Linked DNA regions of Mus musculus: region 1 is linked to region 2. A link is a contact called in public HiChIP or PLAC-seq data. All regions are on one chromosome and are shown on one strand. Each heading gives the region's core, a stretch centred on a gene start, on an enhancer-like site or on the middle of the called end of the contact. The rest is flanking DNA. Distances are from core to core; before and after follow the strand shown.

Region 1 (4,652 bases), core at 2,133-4,632, 410 kb after region 2:
TACCCCACAGATCGACTATTTTATATATTGCCTCCATTTCCTTTTTCTGTTTTCCCATTTCCTTTTTTTTTTCTTTTTCTTTTCTTTCCTTTTCTTTTTTGGCTACTCATTACCATTCTTTAACTGTTACAATTTATATCAGCATATAATGTTAAATAATTACAGGGAACGGAGCTCACTCTAGTGAGGATATAAACGCGCTGTGGGAATCTACAGATTTAAACAAATAACACTCACGGCAGGGGGTGAGCGGATGAATTAGCATTAATATCCTGCCTGGGATCCCAGTGCACTGGTACTGCTTAAATACAGATCTTTTCTGTAACAGTCAATATGACAGCTCCCGGCAATACGGCCCCTTTCCCTTTCCCAGTCAATATAGCAGCCAGTGAAAATAGAAACGTCCCTATAGCAATCAATATAGCAGCCAGCTAAAATAAACCCTTCCCTTTTAAGGGCTATATAATAGTCAGCTAAATGGAAGAATTGGCACCCCTGCTGGATGGCTCAGCAGCAACGCCAAGGAACCAACAAGCCACGAACACTAACTGATCCTTAGGCTGCTTAGACCCTGACTAGGAAGGGAGACGATAGGCCCTGGCAGGAAATGAAGTGGGAGCTCCTGAGGGGACTGGACAGACCGCCTCCAGGACAGACAAGTAACCACTCAGGTCGTGAGCAGCTACAGGTCCACCCACACCAATGGAAATGGCCACAAGTTTTAGGATAGTTTAGATTAATTTCTGTCCAAACTGTCATCCTCAAGTGTGTGTGCATTTGACGGTAGTGCCTGCTCCCACCTTCTCCTGCCTGAGAGGTTAAAGTACTGGATCAGCAGATTTATGACTTTCTGATCGCCAGCGCCACATCCAGCCAGGAGGATGAAAGTCCAGGCCGACGTGTGACTGGCATCCAGTGTACAGTGTAAGAGCACTTAGCCGTTGGCTTATTAAAGACTGTGATGAAACCATACATTTCCGGCACCCCACACGCGTCATGGAAAAGCAGTCTCCTTCCTTCCAGGGAGAAAGCTTGATTACAACCGAACTTAGGAGATGACGCCTCTAAAGGCTAACACCAGATCAGATCTTCTAAAAAGAAGAAGATGGGAGGCGTCTGAATGAGAGGCTCCTCCTATCCTTCTCAAGTTACTGCTAGGATTTGTCCTGACGGACTCAAAGGTTTGACAAATGAGAGTGTAACCACTGACACCAGAGCGGGTTTCCAAACAACACGCCCTGAACTGAACACTGGGACTGTTGTGCTCCAAAGCAGCTGAGCAGCAGGGACCCACCCCATCTTCATTAAAATCCGACAATCTGTCTGCCATTCTTTGAGTAAGTCCGAAGAGAGTCTCTGTTTCCCTGGCCAGGTGTTTAACACCCAGGGATGCTCATGTCATCAATCAGGTGACTCAGTCAAGTGCCACAGTGTCAGATATCAGGAAGAGATTCTCCAAGCCCTGACTGAAATCCCTAGTAAGTACAGTCAGAGATTCCGCCACCCCGCCCACAGATACCTGCTCTTCACATCACAGTTCCAGTTACAGAGCACCTTCAGGATTGGAGGTTAATGATCCAGGGCCTCGAAGAACAATATACACTTTGCTACGGTCTTACAGGTAAGACAAAGTGTGCCTTAGAGGTCACAGGCCTCACTCAGTCCCTACAGGTCATAGGTCCTATGGCCCCTAAAAGTCATAGTCCTACTTAGAAGCCACTTGAGTAAGTTTCCGTGCAACTGGTCCTTCTGTGATTGTGGCAGCCTTTTGGTGGGGGAAACAGACTTAAAGACTAGGCACAGAATGCCTCTTGTCTTACGAATTATGAAGTCATGCCACTGAGTTACTGCTATGACTTGGCACAGCACCTGGCTTCCAGCACTAAACCCAATGAGTACTCTATAAACCCTGACATGCAACGACACCTCCATTTCTACAACAGACAACAAAAAGGTGACAACTGGAGCTAGAGAGATGGCTCAGTGGTTAACAAGCAGCATTTGATCCTCTCTCAGAGGACCCAGGTTTGGTTCCCAGCACGTACATGGAAGCTCACAGCCATCCCTAACTCCTGCTCCAGGGGGTCTGACCTCCAAGTATCTCGGGCACACACACCTGTGGTGTACATACACACATGAAACAAATCTAAACAAATGTTTTAGCTGGGAAGTACACACTTTCAATCAAATAGCACTAAAGCTTGAAAGAGTACACCATGACGTCAGCCAAAACCCCATCACCTACACATGCCACCACGGTCACCTACACATGCCACCACGGTCACCTACACATGCCACCACAGTCACCTACACATGCCACCACAGTCATCAAAGGTGAGCAGGAGGCAGGGAGGGACAGACAGAGAGAGGGTAGTGAAAGAGAAAATAATTCCGAGAGGAAAGAGGGGTAAAGAAAGGGAAAGACAGACGAGAGGTGAGGGAGCTCGCGCAGAAAGACAGCCCTCTCGCTGGCATCCGCAGCTCGCAGCTTTCGGGGCGTTTGTGAAACAACAGTTGCAGTGAGACAAACAGACGGGGAGTCTTCTGGCTTCCAGCCTGAGTCAACGGGACTGTTTCTAGACAAACTGAAAGCAAGCTGCTCTGTCCGCACACTCGGTCGTGCAGGACAGCTTCAGGACAGGATGTGGGAAAGGAAGAGCGAGGAGGTGGGAGCGAGCGCTGGCTTTACTGGTCCCAGTGTCACTGCAAATAAATACTGTCAAGATTTAAACCATAATAATGGAAAGGCTATAAAGGTCTCGGTTATAATGCTTCCTCTGATGCTCCTGTTCATAAATGCCCTCTTTATACTGCCCAAGTGGCAATGCTCCACTGAACATCAGTATATGGGCACCCCAGTGGGAACGCTGCACCCTAGGTTCCCAGCAGGAAGCCAGGCAGCAACTGTGCAATGCATCTCCAGCCTGTGTAAGTGAGCACACACACTCACTTAGGTCCTAAAGTGTGGACTGAGTACCACTCAAGAGCTAAGAAACACAGTACACAGCCACCCCATAGCAGGGTTAGCAAGGTGTCTATACGCCAAATACCTGGGAAAAGCAGACGCAAATGTGTCCCATGTGGACACACATCCATGTAACATAGACTCCTTCACTACTCGAACAACTAAAATCCCCACCCTTGTGCCCGGTGGCCTAATGTAAAATGCAGTTTCCTCTGCTTTGTGCTTTGTGTAGACTGCAGATCAGCAGCAATTAAAAGGAAGCTAACTGGGTGTTCACAGAGACACCTTTACTTGGACTCAGCAGACAGAAAGGTAAAGAAAACCAAAGGTTTCAAGAAACCACTTCCCAGCTGGTATACAGCTCGGTGAGTATAACATGCACGAGACCCTGAGTTCGCTCTCCAGATAACACAGAAGCCACAATAAAAGGCGGAAGGCTTGGTGCAGCTGAGTGGTGAAGCTTTTCTCTAGCATGTATAAGGCCTGGGCTTTAACCCCCAGTACCTCTAAAAGAAAAAAACAACCCCACCTCTTACAAATTAAGGCTATCAGCAAGCAGGTTGGGCATAGTGGTACATGCCTTTAATGCCAGGGACAGAGGCAGGTGGATCTCTGTGAGTTCTAGGCCAGCCTAGTCTACATAATGAGTTCCAGGGCTAGCAGGGCTAGATAGTGAGACCTTGTCTCTTGCATGAATACCTCAGAGGCACTACAAGGAGATGGAAACCAAGGTGGAAACAAGAACAGATACAGGGTAAAGTGAGTCTGAAACCTAAACCAAGAGAACCAAGAGAGGCCATCACGGGAGCCAAAGCACAGAGCCAGGAGAGGCCTGTGGCAGTAACCCAGCCACAGGGTGATGGCTCGCTCACGTTTGCTAGGTGGGCAGTCAGCACCAACCACAAACCACCATCGGCTGCCTTCCCTGTTGATCTGTAATTGGTGAGCCTGCGATAGAGCCAGCAATTATCGTTAGGGCCCCTGTATTTATTTCACAGACAAAGGCAAGCAGGAGAGACCAGTTAGTAATGAGTAAGTAATGATCGAGGAACACACTGTACTTTATAGAGCTGCTTGGGCAGGAGAAGCTATTCAGAAAATAAAAAGTGAAAGACTAAAATAAGCTAGAGAAACTCAATTTTCTCCTCCCTTCCTCCCAAAGCCACACTTAGGATAAAATGAGGTTTGTGCAGGTTAATCCTTATGAGGTAAGAAAAAAATGATTAAATACATTTAAAAAAAATCAATTGTACATTAAACCAAATCCAGGAACTGTAAAAAACAAACACCGCAGGGCGTCTGCAGCCAGGATTAGCTGCAGTTTGGTCAGCAGGGGAACACCCCCGACCTGACGGAGTCCAACGAGGTAATGTGGGGGACACAGAAGAGCAACTGCCAATCTATCTGGAATTCACTGGAAATAAAGTGATTTCTAAATACTACAAAGGAAGAAGTCTCCTATAAATGAGCCTCCGAAGAGGAAGATGCAATCTTCAAAACTCTATAGGAATAACAATACCATAATCACTTGATAAACAGAAGTTATAAGATCAATTCAGTGAGATGATTTGCCACTGTTTCTAGTGCTCCCTTCTGCACATTAACAAAGTCTATAACCGACATTTCTAGAGCACAACAAGTAGAGGAGAGGCTGCCGTGCCTTGTTTTGAAGGCACTGAGTGGGGAC
Region 2 (5,084 bases), core at 470-2,969:
CCACGCCTGACTTTGTCTGGGAATTCGAAAGTGCTGTCTGGGACTGGTGTGTCCTGAATCCTGAATTGGCCCTCGGATGGTCAGCCAGGCGGCGATGCCTCTCAGGAGTTGGAACAGCATCTGTGTATTAAAAGGCCACTTTTCCAGGAGAAAAACGCAGAGGATACATTAAGCTGTCGCCTGTTCTTTGGAAAGCCATTATTAATGGAAAACAATAGATTAATAGTTTTAAAACGCTTGTTCAATAAGTAATTTTTATGGCTCTGGATAGAGCCCATTAAACATTTCTGTGTGTTATTATAAAGAAGTTTTAAGTGTAAAATCATAAAGTCGATAATCAGGGAATTAGTCACAGCAGCCAGCCACAGGCCATTAGTTTTAGGCGCTGTCAGAGACACCTGTGGCTTCGGAGGGAAACTGTTTCTTTTGCTCGGCAGCAGCACCAGGTGGGGATGCAGAAACGATGTTGCCTGCGATGCTGCCTGCTGCCTCCCATAAAGTTGAAGGGACAGAAAGCAGGTGCAAGCAGTGGGATGCAGGCAAATATTTACAAAGTGCAGACGTGAATGGGAAACCAAAGCGACCCAGGTCAATTTGCACATCCAGGCTTAGACACTTTATTTCCCCAGTGAGCTGCCTTTCAGAGCCACAGGCTCGGCCTTGATCTGCTGCTAAAGATAGCCGTGAAGGCTGCAACCTCTCAAAAGGAAAGTAGCAACCGCTATGTCACCAGAGAGAGCCCCCCACATCCAGGCTTCGAAAGCTGTCTCTTGCAAGGGGCGTTCGCCTCCCATCAGCTGAGACTTTAAGGGGAAAAAAAAATTACCTCAAAAGCAACACGAGATAATTATGGAAACAGAAGAAATCTAAAGACGATAATGAAAACTACCTGTAATCCCTCTGCTCGGTGATATTCCTCATCCAATGAATGTTTACTTGAGAGCCCTCTCAATGTGCCAGACGCAGCTTACTTAAGGCTCTAGGAATATGGCAAAGAACAAAACAGATAAATACTCTTGGCGCCACGGGGCTGGCATTTGAGTGGAGGGCAACAAGACCATTGCTATAGTCATTGTCATATTTTTCTCAGCTGGCGAGTCGGTAATGTGTGGTGTCGAAAGGCATCCTGAGAGTGGGGCGCGGTTTGGAGAGGAGTGATGGAGGCTTTGCTGGCAGAGACCTCGTTGACAAGGGGGCTTTACTTAAAGACTTGAGAGTGGTGGACTGAGCCACGCAGGTATCTGGAAGAGACAGAAGACTCAGCCAGTGGAAAGGCCCTGAGTGCACCCACGACGACGTGTTAGAAGTAGCAGGAAGACCAGTGTGGCTAAGGCAGAGGGAGAGCAGTCAGAGGCTTTGTGCACCTCACAGGGGTCTCTCTGAGTGCAGAGTGGAGCGATCTGGCGCAGGCGCGAGTGGGACTCCGTGGGTTGCTGAAGTGGGGGTGGGGAAGTAGACTACAGTGGGTGGAAGGAAGTAGGAGAGGAGCTAGGAGACAACTTCTGCAACCCAGGCTGGACAGTCTGTATGTTGACTTCTGTTGGCGTCCACCTTCCGCCATTCTCTTTACCGTTCTCTGACGTTCCAGGGTAGCGCAGCCTTGGGCTTATGTCTGAGTGTCGGAAACTCCTAACCTCACCTCCGCTGTTCTCCCGCTGTTCTGTTTCTGTCGTAGGCTCTAAGAGGGCCCCCAACCACCTGGACTCTCTTCTTACCAAATGTGGTTACCTCTTGCATCCTGCTCACGAGGGAGGCTTCATCTTCCGAGCACTGTACTCTGGTTGCTTTGTACAGAAAGAGGTGGGTTTGAGAAACGACTTATTTGCCGTGCTGGGGCCAGAAGTCAGTGCCTCGTGTATGGCTAGGCAAATGCACATACACAGTTACATAGCCAGCTTCTTTTGTTGCTTTAACACAGGGTCTCACTATAAACCCATAGCTGGCCTGGGTTTATTAGTTGGGCACATAAGGCTGGCTTCAAACTCACAGACATCTGCCTGCCTCTGCCTCCCAAATGCTGGGACTAAAGGCATACACTACTGCCTCTAGTTCTGCCCTACCCCCACCCCACTTTCCTAGGTTTTTCTATGTCACAGACACCTGGCTGTCTTAGAATCTGTAGACCAGGCTGGACCGACATGCTGAATGAAATTCTATTGTAGAAATGGCCATGGCTGCTTGCTTAGTTGCTGTGCCTCAACTGCCTCAGCTGTAAAATGGGTCCAAGGGAGTCAATGAATGAGAGTCAAAGGAAACAGGCCACCAACCAGTATGGTGTCAGGGATGATGGGACACAGGCTGCTGTGCTGTCTCTTTAAGGGTGATCTTCCTGAAAGGTATAGCAGTCCCCCCAGCCCCAGGGGCTTCCCCTGTTGGGGACTGCACTGTCACAGGCCAGAATCTGCCAAGGTTCCCAGTCCACAAGAGCCTTCCACTTGATTCTTAGCTCTTCCACGAGACAGGCCTGCATTAATCATGCCCACTGCGAATAGAGGCCGACCTATAATTGTGGCTTATTAACTGCATTTTCTTTTCTTATTTGTGTGTGTGAATTCTGCCTGACTTCCAGAAAGCAAATTACAGGTTGGAAATCAGAATGTTTCAAAAAGGGGCGAAAAGGTTGAAGCAGAGCGATCGCTACATAATGAGGTGTCCCATGATGGTGGCAAGGCTGGGTGAACAGAGCGTCCGTTGTCATCCCTCATTCATCCAGGTAACAGCCTGAGAAGGCCCTGGAGAGCACCCCAGGTGGTAGGGGGGCATCCTGGGCTGGCTTCCGTCAAAGGCCCAGGTTGATGGTTGTGGTTCGTGAACCTTGGGACATAGCCCAGCAAAGCAGACAACTAGAGACACGGGATAGGACCATTCTCTCTGGATGTCCGTAGTGTTGGCTGGCAGTCGCCTTCCACTGGGCTTTTGACCAATGAGGCCTTTGTCAGGATAAGGGACGGGGTGAGTAATGAAGTCTCTGAGGCTGTGTTCTTCATGTCATCCAACAAGCATCAAACCAATATTTGTGTTTTTCTCTTTGGATTAAGGGATGTTGCTGGCTGGGTCCTCTCTCTCTCCTTCCCCTCTTCCCACCTCCCGTCTCCTGTGTGTGTGTGTGTGTGTGTGTGTGTGTGTGTGTGTATGGGTATATGTGTATGTGTTCATATGTGTGAGTTTCTCCTGTGAGTCCCAAGGACAGTGGGAGTCAGAGGACAACCTCAGGTATCAGGTCTCGCCTTTCACTTTGTTGAAGATAGGGTCTATCACTTGCAGCTCCATGTGTCAGGCTGGCTGCCTTCAAACTTCTGTGGAGCCTCTCAACTCTACCTCCTCTCTTGCTGAAGGAATGATGAGATTACAGACTCCAGCTACTACATCTGGCTTTATGTGGGTTCTGGCAATCCAAATTCAGGTTCATACATTTTTTTTTTAAGAAAAAGATTTATTTATTGAGTTCATATGAGCATGCTGTCTTCAGACACACCAGAAGAGGGTGTGGGATCCCATTACAGATGGTTGTAAGCCACTATGTAGTTGCTGGGAATTGAACTCAAGACTTCTAGAAGAGCAGCCAGTAGCCGGGCAGTGGTGGTGCATGCCTTTAATCCCAGCACTTGGGAGGCAGAGGCAAGTGGATTTCTGAGTTCGAGGCAGCCTGGTCTACAGAGTGAGTTCCAGGACAGCCAGGGCTGTACAGAGAAACCCTGTCTCAAAAAATCCAAAACTAAACAAACAAAAAAACAAAACAAAAAAAAAACCCAGCCAGTGCTCTTAACAGCTGAGCCATTTCTCAAGCCCCAAGGTCTTTAGATTTTTGAGGCAAGTGCTTTATGCAGAGAACAATTTCCTCGGCTTTGAGGTCTCTTTTTTTTAAACCTAGGTCATGTCATGATTTATAGACATCAGGACTGGGGGCGGGGGGTGGGGGAGGAGGGTGCTCACAGTCCCAGGTTCCATCCCCAGCAGTCAGGAGCAATGGATTTCAGATATAACATCCCAACTGGAGAGAGCACAGGCCTGTGGCATATTCCAGCTGTGTGCTGTCACTGCCTGGTAGCATCCCTGAGCTCAGGTTTCTCTGTAGCCCTGGAAAACAGAGAGACTAGGCTGGGGCAGGGGAGGGTTGCAAACCCACAGCAGAAATGCATGTGGCAGACACAGAGAAGGGGAAGGGATGGACCCAAGCGTTCATTTCCTCAGAGCAGCTTTTCTTCCCACCTACACTGCTATGTCAGGCATGGAAATGATAAACCTTGTTGTTTATCATTTTGGTGCTAAGGATGGAAATCAGGACTTGGCATCTATAGGGCAAATGCTCCACCATTCAACCATGCCCATGCCCCTGCCCTGCATTGCTAATGCCGACATCTCACAGTAGGCAGGAGGTGCTGTTTACAGCCCCATTTTACGGACTGGACAAGTAGGCAAAGAAGTGAGAGTTGCCGCCGAGGTCTCATAGCAGGTAGTGGCAGAATGGCTCTATGAGCCTGAAGTATAAGGGCCCATGGTGAGCTAGAACAAGCCCTTCAATGAGCCGCTGTTTAAGCTTGACCCAGCCTTACTAGAATTTTCAGCTTTTTAAAGAGAGGCAGGAAATCCATAGTTGAATGTAAAATTACATCATAAAAAACTGACTGTGCGCTGGCAAAGCAACTCAGTGGTAGGAGTGCTGGCCTAGCATGTGTGGGGCCCTGGACCCCTCAGCAAGGGAAGGCTGTTCACTTTAGTCATTGAACAGTGAGCAGGTGTTCACTTATTTTGCTACAAGGGTCTCACGTATCTCAGGCTGGCCTCAAACTCACCACGTAGCAGGAGGTGACCTGGAACTTCTGATTCTCTTGCCTGCATCTCCCATGTGCGAGGATCACCAGTGTGACACCGCGCCTGGTTTATGTGATAGTGGGGATTAACGTATGGCCTCGTGCTAAGGGAACACTACCCACGGAACCGCATCCAGAAAATTGAACTTTCTTTTTTTTGTTGTTTTTGTTGTTTTGTTTTGTTTTGTTTTTTGAGACAGGGTTTCTCTGTATAGCCCTGGCTGTCCTGGAGCTCACTTTGTAGACCAGGCTGGCCTCGAACTCAGAAATCCG

Evidence for each region. HiChIP or PLAC-seq counts read pairs in DNA pulled down with a chosen protein or histone mark.
Region 1: a contact with region 2 is called in an H3K27ac HiChIP or PLAC-seq map of T-cell acute lymphoblastic leukemia, with 4 times the contacts expected there. The contact joins two enhancer-like sites. A contact is called at or near these places in 19 of 39 promoter capture datasets (the 3T3-L1 cell line, 3T3-L1-derived adipocytes, the C10 cell line and 11 more), 3 of 15 datasets of contacts at CTCF or cohesin (embryonic stem cells, large pre-B cells and pro-B cells), 15 of 484 Hi-C or Micro-C datasets (the G1E-ER4 cell line, the HPC-7 cell line, the MPC-11 cell line and 7 more), 18 of 115 datasets of contacts at active chromatin or transcription factors (SST interneurons, T-cell acute lymphoblastic leukemia, embryonic basal ganglia and 9 more) and 4 of 9 other capture datasets (embryonic stem cells, liver, macrophages and 1 more).

What each region holds. Positions count from the first base shown.
Region 1 is chr4:149,061,694-149,066,345 of GRCm38.p6, forward strand. All of the region lies in intron 2 of Pex14 (peroxisomal biogenesis factor 14), which reads right to left. Among named protein-coding and RNA genes, the nearest start is that of Gm46722, 34 kb to the right of the region's middle. Within about 2 kb of position 3,383, at least 21 of the 459 cell types and tissues checked have an H3K27ac peak or open chromatin away from gene starts, as enhancers often do. A contact at or near this core is called in the P5424 cell line, T-cell acute lymphoblastic leukemia and memory CD8 T cells, where this site is marked.
Region 2 is chr4:148,656,357-148,661,440 of GRCm38.p6, forward strand. It overlaps Gm572 (predicted gene 572), which reads left to right. Exons shown (of 12, transcript NM_001368835.1): 4 at 1,676-1,800; 5 at 2,570-2,713. Among named protein-coding and RNA genes, the nearest start is that of Gm572, 16 kb to the left of the region's middle. Within about 2 kb of position 1,720, at least 33 of the 459 cell types and tissues checked have an H3K27ac peak or open chromatin away from gene starts, as enhancers often do. A contact at or near this core is called in the P5424 cell line, T-cell acute lymphoblastic leukemia and memory CD8 T cells, where this site is marked.